Linked DNA regions of Sus scrofa: region 1 is linked to region 2. A link is a contact called in public HiChIP or PLAC-seq data. All regions are on one chromosome and are shown on one strand. The core of a region is the stretch at or near the end of the contact, and the rest is flanking DNA. Distances in the headings are between cores, read along the strand shown.

The links. HiChIP or PLAC-seq counts read pairs in DNA pulled down with a chosen protein or histone mark.
Region 1: a contact with region 2 is called in an H3K27ac HiChIP or PLAC-seq map of skeletal muscle, with 15 times the contacts expected there. The contact joins two enhancer-like sites. A contact is called at or near these places in 1 of 47 Hi-C or Micro-C datasets (omental adipose tissue) and 1 of 2 datasets of contacts at active chromatin or transcription factors (skeletal muscle).

Annotation. Positions count from the first base shown.
Region 1 is chr3:119,567,646-119,572,271 of Sscrofa11.1, reverse strand. No RefSeq gene overlaps it. Among named protein-coding and RNA genes, the nearest start is that of RDH14, 120 kb to the right of the region's middle. Within about 2 kb of position 1,546, at least 6 of the 83 cell types and tissues checked have an H3K27ac peak or open chromatin away from gene starts, as enhancers often do. A contact at or near this core is called in omental adipose tissue and skeletal muscle, where this site is marked.
Region 2 is chr3:119,017,399-119,021,744 of Sscrofa11.1, reverse strand. The region is part of intron 5 of LOC106509892 (a long non-coding RNA gene); the gene reads left to right. Among named protein-coding and RNA genes, the nearest start is that of RDH14, 430 kb to the left of the region's middle. Within about 2 kb of position 2,549, at least 9 of the 83 cell types and tissues checked have an H3K27ac peak or open chromatin away from gene starts, as enhancers often do. A contact at or near this core is called in omental adipose tissue and skeletal muscle, where this site is marked.

The DNA of each region.
Region 1 (4,626 bases), core at 297-2,796, 550 kb before region 2:
AGCTTGCAGCAAGACTGGATCCTTAACCCATTTAGCGAGGATGGGGATCCAACCTGCATCCTCATGGATACTAGTTGGGTTCTTAACCTCCCGATCCACAACAAAAACTCCTTGAGAGGATCTATTTTCTAGACCCTCACCAGCACAACACAGCATCATTTAGAAACAACCATTTCAAATTTGATAGACAAATATAATATTGCTTGACTTTAATTTGCATTTTTGATCATTTGGGAATTTATGCATGGTTCTCTGAAATTTAATATGCGCATTTTGTGTATGTGTTCATGTCCTCTGCCTGTTTTCCTATTGCTAACTTTTCTCCTATTGAAACCTTCTAAGTAACTGCAGAGAAACAGTCTTCAGGTTGTTGTGAGCATTCGGTGTCCTACATAATGTGGGTATTGGGGCATCCATACCTTCTGGTTTCTTTCCTGTGGAGATTCTGCCCTGAACCTCCTCAACTTCTCTGCAATTGTCCTCTGGCTTGTGCCTTGAGTTAATTCTGGGATTGAGAAAGAGAAGGTAGAAAGTTCTGGATTTACCTCAAGGCTAAGTACCCATGAAGGGAGTGTTAGGAAATGAGACCTGAAAGTAAACTTGTGTTAAATCATAAAGACGTTGAAAGCGGAGGATTTTAGACTCTTCTCGGTCAGCAATAGGGAGCCTCCCATTGAGTTTTGAGTGGGAGAAAGACGCGAGGAAATGATGTGATTCAGAGTGTATCCAGCAGGTGGCACAATTGTAACATGTCTTCTGCCTGAGAGGGTCTCCTAGGCATTTCGGCTTTTGTAGGTAAAGTCCACGTGTGAAAAGGTACCTTTACGGAAACCTTCAGACTGGAATGATCTAGATCACTCTAGTGGACTGCAGTGGGATGGATTTTGCTAACAACTGAAAGAACTCTTAAACAGCATCTCTGTCCCTTTTTATAATATTCATGCTTTCTCCAAAAGCCTGTTTTTTGTTCACGTGTATCCAGTGCCTGTTGAGACCCAGTTCAGTGCCTTCCCGTACATTAGGCTGTTTCTTCAAATACCAAATGCTGTTTCTGACAAATTATTTTTCAGTTATTTAATGAAGGCTAGAGTAGTAACTTTCAGTTCTGAAAAGTTGGGAAAATATCAGGGCAGACGGAGCGCTGTACCCTGAACAATTCACTAAATTGTGGTCCGTTTTTTCATTCTTACCAGATACATAGCAGCCAGTCCAAATGATTAGATATTTGTTTTCTTCCAAGAAATTCTTCGTATCAGTTAAATGGTAATGAGAGAATACTGGGTATCGAGATCTATGAGAAAATTCAAGAATTCCTCCATTATTCTAAGCGCGATTTTAAGATTTGTATCATCTTTTGTCATTTGGTTCGACCTATTTGAAACATCTCTGCTTACATTTAAAGAAAAAAAAAAGATTCAGTACAAACTATTCAAGTCCAAATGTTTTTCCCTGAAACCTCAGTGGATCCCCTCTGAATGACAGCGAGGCACATGTTTGTAGTTGGGAATCTGGCAGCAAGGAGCGTGAGTGCTGATGGTCAGGATGTTCTGGTTCAGAAGTTAGAAAATAAATAATTCCTGAGAGGAAGGATTCTTCGGCTCTGGGCAGCTGATACGGCAATAAAATAAATAGGCAGTAAAAGACACTTCCTGTTTTGAGAGTTCACATTTCATATTGGCAAAGCGCATCTCTTAAATTCAATCTCATGCTTCCATAAATAAACCTGGCACCTTTTTAAACACTTTTCCATCTGCTGCAGAATGAGGAGTGCATTATTGAATACACCTCAGGGAGTCCCAGAAATGGGAAAAGACTACTTGTGAGGAACACACCATTGCAGTTGGCCTTGGCCCAGAGGAGCCATCAGGAGATTGTTTGAGTTCAAACCATTGTAACAAGACCCTGATGGTGTTTCCCCACCGCCTTCGGTTCTATGCGAGGCTGTCATGGCTGGAGCTTCAAACCAGGAGGAGCCAGAAATGGTCTTTCGGTTGAGTCAGGGTTAGACAGGTTGGCAGGATTCTTTGCTAAAACACCTGGGGTAGTTCTCATCCAGCTCCTGACACCTTCTTCAACATATTAATCCAGTTTCCCAGAATGGATAGAAAAGTCTGTCTACCTGCACTAGAACCCAGAAGAAAAGGTCTGATTCCAGACAGTAGAAAATCCGGGGTCTCCTTGGGTTGGCAGCAGTCAACTCTGAGCTCATCTCTATGGTCGGGAAAGCATGGGATAGGATCACACCTTCATCATACTAGAGAACCAGTATCAGAGAAATGATTCAAGTCTCTATTTTGCTGTTAACTTTGTGATCTTCGACAGGTAGGGAGATCATTGTAGCCTCAGAGCCTTGTGATAAAGTGAAGTAAAACCCATGAAATCAATTAGCACAGGGCCTTGTTCTTGGGCATGACATTATCTTATGTAGCCCCACAAAAGGAAATCAAAAACTCTGAAAATTATGACTGTGAGGCTTCCCCCATGGCACAGTGCACTAAAATCTCAGAGATTTTAAACTACAGGGGGAAATGTGCTTTTCAAACCAATGAAGGGAGTTCATGGCTCAGCAGTAACGAAACTGACTAGTAGCCAGGAGGATGCGGGTTCAATCGCTGGCCTGCTCAGTGGGTTAAGAATCCGGAATTGCCGTGAGCTGTGGTGTAGATCATAGATGCAACTCGGATCTGGCATTGCTGTGGCTGTGGTGTAGGCTGGCAGCTGCAGCTCTGATTCAGCCTCTAGCCTGGGAATTTCCATATGCTTCAGGAATGGCCCTAAAAAGCTAAAATAAAATAAAATAAAATAAAATAAAATAAATAAAATAAAATAGTAAAGCCAGTGAAAACTGGTAAGAAATTTGCCCAACCTCACACAGTGGCAGAATTAGAATTTTGATGCAGGGACCCTAGGAGACTCTGTCTTTCTCTCAGTCAAGGCACAGGAGCATCTGTCAGCCACTCTCCATGCCCAATGCCATGTTCGGGGCATTTCTGTCCTCCTCTGGCCACCCTGATTTACTGCTTCAGGACCTTATCTTCCTGCAACTTGTTGAATAGTTCACCCCACAGAGCTCCAGCTCAGAGCCTGAAGAGAGAAAGACAAACAGACTCAAGGATGGTTCCAGGGTGCCAGTGGCTGGCATTTCAGAGATAATTGAAGGCAAAAGCTGCCAAGGGCCTGATTGGTGCTGACTGGGGCCCTGAAGAGACAGCTTGTGCTCAACAGTGATTTACTATTGCATTATCGTTGGTACCGGCTTGCAGGCCTGCAATTAGATTGGACTGTGGTTGGAGTTGCTTTCAGGACTATCAGATCCCCTTAACCTTTAGCTGACACAGGCCTGTCTTTCTCCTTGAATATCTGGAGCTAAGTGCTCTGTAATTCAACTTGACTCTTTCTCTTCCATCTCAGCTCAAGGTTATTGACTTCTTTTCTTCGATGGCCTAAGTTGTCTCATTGCTTCTGATAAAATGGCACAGAAAGAATTAGACCTTGAACTGTGGGTTCAAAATAAGATGTCTTAAGGGAAAGAAAGTGAGGGCTAGATTACTACAAAATGCTGTTATTACAGAAACTAAAGAAGTGGTACACTTGCATTTTACCTAACTTTGACAAGTTCTTACTAAAAACGAAAGGTGAGGAGCTCCTTTGGTGGCTCAGCAGTAACCAACCGGACTATTACCCATGAGGATAAGGCTTCGATCCCTGGTCTTGCTCATTGGGTTAAGGATCCCAGCATTACTGTGCGCTGTGGTGGAGGCCTGCAGCTGCAGCTCTGATTCGATCCCTAGCCTGGGAACTTCCATATGCTGCAGATGTGGCCCTAAAATCCAAAAAAAGAAAAAAAGAAAGGTGAGCATGAAAGATGCTGCCTTTCCGAGAAACTGTGACTAGATTCAAGCTAACTTCCTATTCTGCCATTGGCCAGCACTATGGCTTTGGAAAGTCAGCTCTCCTGGCTGAGCCTCTGCTTCCCCATCTATTATTCAAGGAGTGGAACTGGATCCTCCTCCTCATTCCTCGCTGCCCTGATTCTCAGACATTTCTCATCTTACTGGGTTGGCCACCACCACTGTTGATTGCGTTTTTGTCTCTGCCCTCAAACCCCCCAAAACCCTGGGAATCACAACATTTTCAAATCTTTCACGGTATCATTGGAATCTGGAAGCAGCCCAGGGTCTTTTCGCAGGCAATGTGCCCTCACATTTGCTTCAGGAAACCTAATCACTGGGCTTTGTCCAGATGGCCATAGGATGATTTTCCATCTATGTTTCTTACGGCCTTGAGAAGCATCCTGATCTAGCAGCATGACAGCAAGAACTCCTAGCCAGAGCTCTCCAGACAGGCTGGGCTCCTGGGGCAGTGGAACATCTTCCTAGCGTCTTCATGCAAAGCTAGACTCTGTGCCCAGCACTTGCCTCTCCTCTGGGATCTCTCTGCACCTTTGTACACGATTCTACGCCAGCATGTGAGGTCATTTATTTGCACGTTTTTTTCCCCCAAGAGGCTGTCTGCTGTTTTCAGGTCCAAATGGAGATTGACGTGTCTGTATCAACAGAATCTGACACAGTAGACACAGTGCCTGGCCTTTGTCACACAGGAACTCAGTGAGGGGTTGAACATGAG
Region 2 (4,346 bases), core at 1,300-3,799:
GTGGTTCTCTGTGACTAACTGGGAGAACCACTTCATTGGCTCAGGATCTCGACTTCTTCTTCTTTAGCACTGGGGGAATGAAGCCCTGTCTTGAATATCCCAATAAGCAGTTTAAAGTTACCTTCAGAGAAGAGATACAAACAGGGTAACTATGAAATGTGTGAAAACAGAAGGCATTGTTTTCACCCTACTTGGCATCATCACCATCTGGGAAATAAGTGATGGGAGCCATGTACAACTCTCTCTGTTTTCTCTACCTGGAACGCTCTTCCTCCTCACTTTCCCACCTCACCTGACCCGGCAGTATTCATACTTCAGGTTTCTGTTAGTGCTCTCAGCTCCCTGAGCCATCGGCCCAGGTCAGTGATCTCCCATGCTCTCATTCACTGAAAACCCTGTGAATCCACAAGGAACTGCCACAGTCTCCCTGGGGATGCCCAGCCAGAGATTTATTTTAGGATGAGTTTAGGAGAAGTCACAACTTGACTTTGCCAAATAGCAGGGAAATTGAGGAAACTTCTGAATACAACCATTCATCTCTCTCACAGTCTGAGATTTCAACTCCCTAGTTTCAGTGATTGCTTGTCTTCTTGGTATTTGCTAGACATGGGCCACAAATATGACTGGACTAGCACATTATTATATTTTTATTTCTATAAAAACAACATAGTTTACAAAATGACAATTTTTGATATATGAGTGATAAGCAATTTTGAGATCTACAGAAATGAAAACACTTAGAAAAAAAAAATCTCCAGCAGAGTTCTCTGGTGGACTAGTGGTTAAGGATCTTACATTGTCATTGCTGTGGTAAGGGTTCAGTCCCTGGCCCAGGAACTTCCCAATGCTGTGGGCGAGGCAAAAAAAAAAAAAAAAAAAAAAAGTGAGTTACCATGGAGTTACCTAGTGGCACAGCAGGTTAAGGATCTGGCATTGTCACTGCAAGGGCTTGGGTAGCTTCTGTGGCATGAGTTTGATCCCTGGCCCAGGAATTTCCATATGCCTCAGGCATAGCTGAAAAAAAACCCTCCAAAATATTAACTTGAAATCTTGATTTCTGATATCTTTAGATCTTCTCTTTCAAAGAAGATGCTTTCCAAATTGAATATTTTCAACTTTATTCAGAAGCAAGAAATTTGAACTTATATTTTATTAATTTTTTTAAAGGTAAAATTCCTCTTGAGAGTTTCAAAGCTTCAGAGCAATTTGATGTGGAATTCTCTACAGCTAGCTTTCTTTTATCTTTGTTTAATCTTCTTCTGTTAACTTGTGTTTAATATTCACAGAGTCAAATGATCAGAGTAAAGGCACAATTTAGTTCTACAATTTCCTAGTTTATTCTTCAATTTATAGTGAGGCAGAAAGAAAAGACAAGAAAGATGATACCTGGAGTTTGTCTAAATACATAAACTTTTTCTCTCCAACCTAAATTCCCTTATCTCTACAAGCAATGGCTATTTTGTAAGTAGTTCAAATCAATTCTCAGAATTTATCCAGCAACTTATCTACAATATTTCTGACTCTGTACTACTTATCTATTTTTACCTTTTCAAATTGTCCTTACTGTTTTTCGTAACTACTTTTAGAATTCCATTAAGACTCTTGTTTTGCACATGACTGGTCCAGCATAATTCACAACCACTTTCCAAACCCACCTCCCCCTACCCTTCACTGCATCATTGAGTTTAGGGTATAATTGACTAATTCAGAGATTTAAGCTACTGTTATCTCAATAGAAGAAACTGCCAGACTGTTCACAGTTCTCTTCACATATAGCCATATTGCAATTCTAAATTAGAACTACTTAAAAGATTATTTGGAAGGTTCTCCTAACCTCAGTATTGAGGAGATCTTGTGATTTGAAAAAACTTTAATTCAGTAAAGCTGAAGATCTCACTTTTGTAGGTACTGAATTCAGAGGCAAGCAGACAAAAGCACCAAAGTAGCACAATAGCTGGTAACATTTCCTATCGTGTAACAAATTACCACAAGCTTACTGGCTTGAAGGAACACTAAGTCATTGTGACACCGTTTCAGTAGATCAGAGGTCTGGGCCCCATGTAACTGGGTTCTCTGCTTAGGATCGCACAGGACAAAGTCAGGGTGGGGGCAGGTGGGGCTCTGGGAAAGAATCTACTTTCAAACTCCTTCAGGTTTTTGGCCAAATTTACTCTCTCGTGGTTGCTGGTTGCTGGAAGAAGGTCCCATTTTTTGCTGGCTGCTGGCCAGAGTTACTGTCTGTTCCATGGCCACCCACATTCCCCCTGGTGCTTTCATCAAGGCCCCTCCATCACCATGGCAGCTATGGCATGTCCAGTCCTCATCCTTCAAAGGTCTCTGACTCCGCCCTCAGCTTTTATGGACTGATGGTTATATCAAGCCCACCTGAATAATCTCTATTTCAAGGGCAACTGTGCCATTTGGCAAAGCACGAAATCACAAGCGTGATAGAAACATCGTCATACTCACAGGCCTGGAAAATTAGGTCAGAGCCTCTCAAGGAGGAGGAGGTCATTTCAGAAATTCTGCCTCCGGTACTGAGGCACTTTATTCCTCCATTTTATGGGGAAGCTTCAGAAACTGAGAGATGTTCTATGCAAGATGACACCTTCTGAGAATAAGAAGACCTTGAATGAAAAGGAAGTTTCCAGTAAACAAATGGGGAATTTTTAAACTGCATTGATAAATTCTCTGCGATTGCCAGTGGAGTGAAACTATGAAAAAGGCACAGATGATCTAACAAAGAAAGAAGAAAGGAAAAAATAAACAGAGTTTTGTTAGAAAGGATCCAGAAATACCAGGCCTGAGCTTAAATATACTGACATGAACATGAGACAAATGAAAAAAGATGAGCCATGAAGGGAAACCATGCAATCGAATAATCAGCGAGGAGGCTGAGCCCACAGAGGCCGGGGAGCTGATGAACACAGAACAGAGAGTCCCGAATGAGAATTCCCAGATGATGGAAAACACCAAGTAAACAGAGACCTAGCTCAGAGCCAACAAACTGCTTCGAGGCTGAGAAGTTCCAAGAGTTAGAAAACAGAGATGAGGGTAGTAGAGAGGAATCCGGAGATGTCACTCTCGTGGATCTAGTGGATTGTGAGGAGAGGAACATATATGAGCTACAAGCAGTACAGCAAAAGGGCCCCATTAAAAGGAAAAAGAAGCAGCAAGGCTGAGCAGTAGATGCCGTAGGCTAGGGATCTCTGACTCCTATATTGTTACATGCCTTTACTTACTTTACGTATTGTGTAACAATACACAGACTGTATATGCCTTGACTTTACGACTTTACGACTGTATGACAATCATATGCCTTTACGACTTTACGACAATTATATGCCTTTACTTCCTACCTGATTCCATGAAACAAATTAAAAAAATATTAAAGATAATGAAAGTGGGATGGACGGGGAGTCTGGGGTTGGAGGATGCAAACTATTCCATTTAGAATGGAGAGGCAATGAGGTCCTACTGCAGGGCACAGGCAACTGTATCCAAACTCTTGGGCTAGAACATGATGGAAGATACTATGTGCATGTATGTATGACTGAGTCACTATGCTGTACAGCAGAAATTGGCACAATCCTGTAAGTCAACTATAATAAAAATAAAGAAATTAGTTTTAAGAAAGAATAATACTGTTTTTAAGTCCCCCCCCAAATAAACAAATAAGCTAATTAATTAATTATAAAAAATTACAGATAATGAGAATCCTTCAGGATCTTCTGGTCTAACCTCTTTTCACAACCTGGTAAATCTAGGACAAGGAAGGAAAATGAACACGGCTGGCTCAAACAATGAACCACAAGCATGGTTAATTTTAGGAACGCTAGTCCTTGGCTCCCCAGCCTACAGTCCTAGCAGAGGAGGCTCTGGTCTTCGCTTATAAGAGATAAGATAGCATTCAAAGATAAATCTTATGCTATTTAATAAATAGCAGCTGAAATGTAGATTTTATCCAAAGGTGGACACTTTGTAAGATAATCATTGTGGGTCTCCTTTTAGGACTTTTCAAGAAGACTCTATATACTTATTTGTTCCACACAAGTCCCACTTGTCTTAAGACCAGCATTTATTTTTTCATGCATGGAATTGGGGAGTGAAATTTTGATTTTACTTCAACTATCAATGGCTTTTACATGATGAAGATTTCTGTGTTGGTCAAGGTAGTTCTTATAATTTTATCAAGCAAACAAAAGTACTTTAAATAACTTGACTGTTAAAATTTTATTTTCCATCCAATACAACTGGCATGAAATGTGGATAACAGAGAGATGTGGGTTCTATACATGAATTCACACATCCAAATGAGACAACTAATTGTAAAAAAATACCTAAGA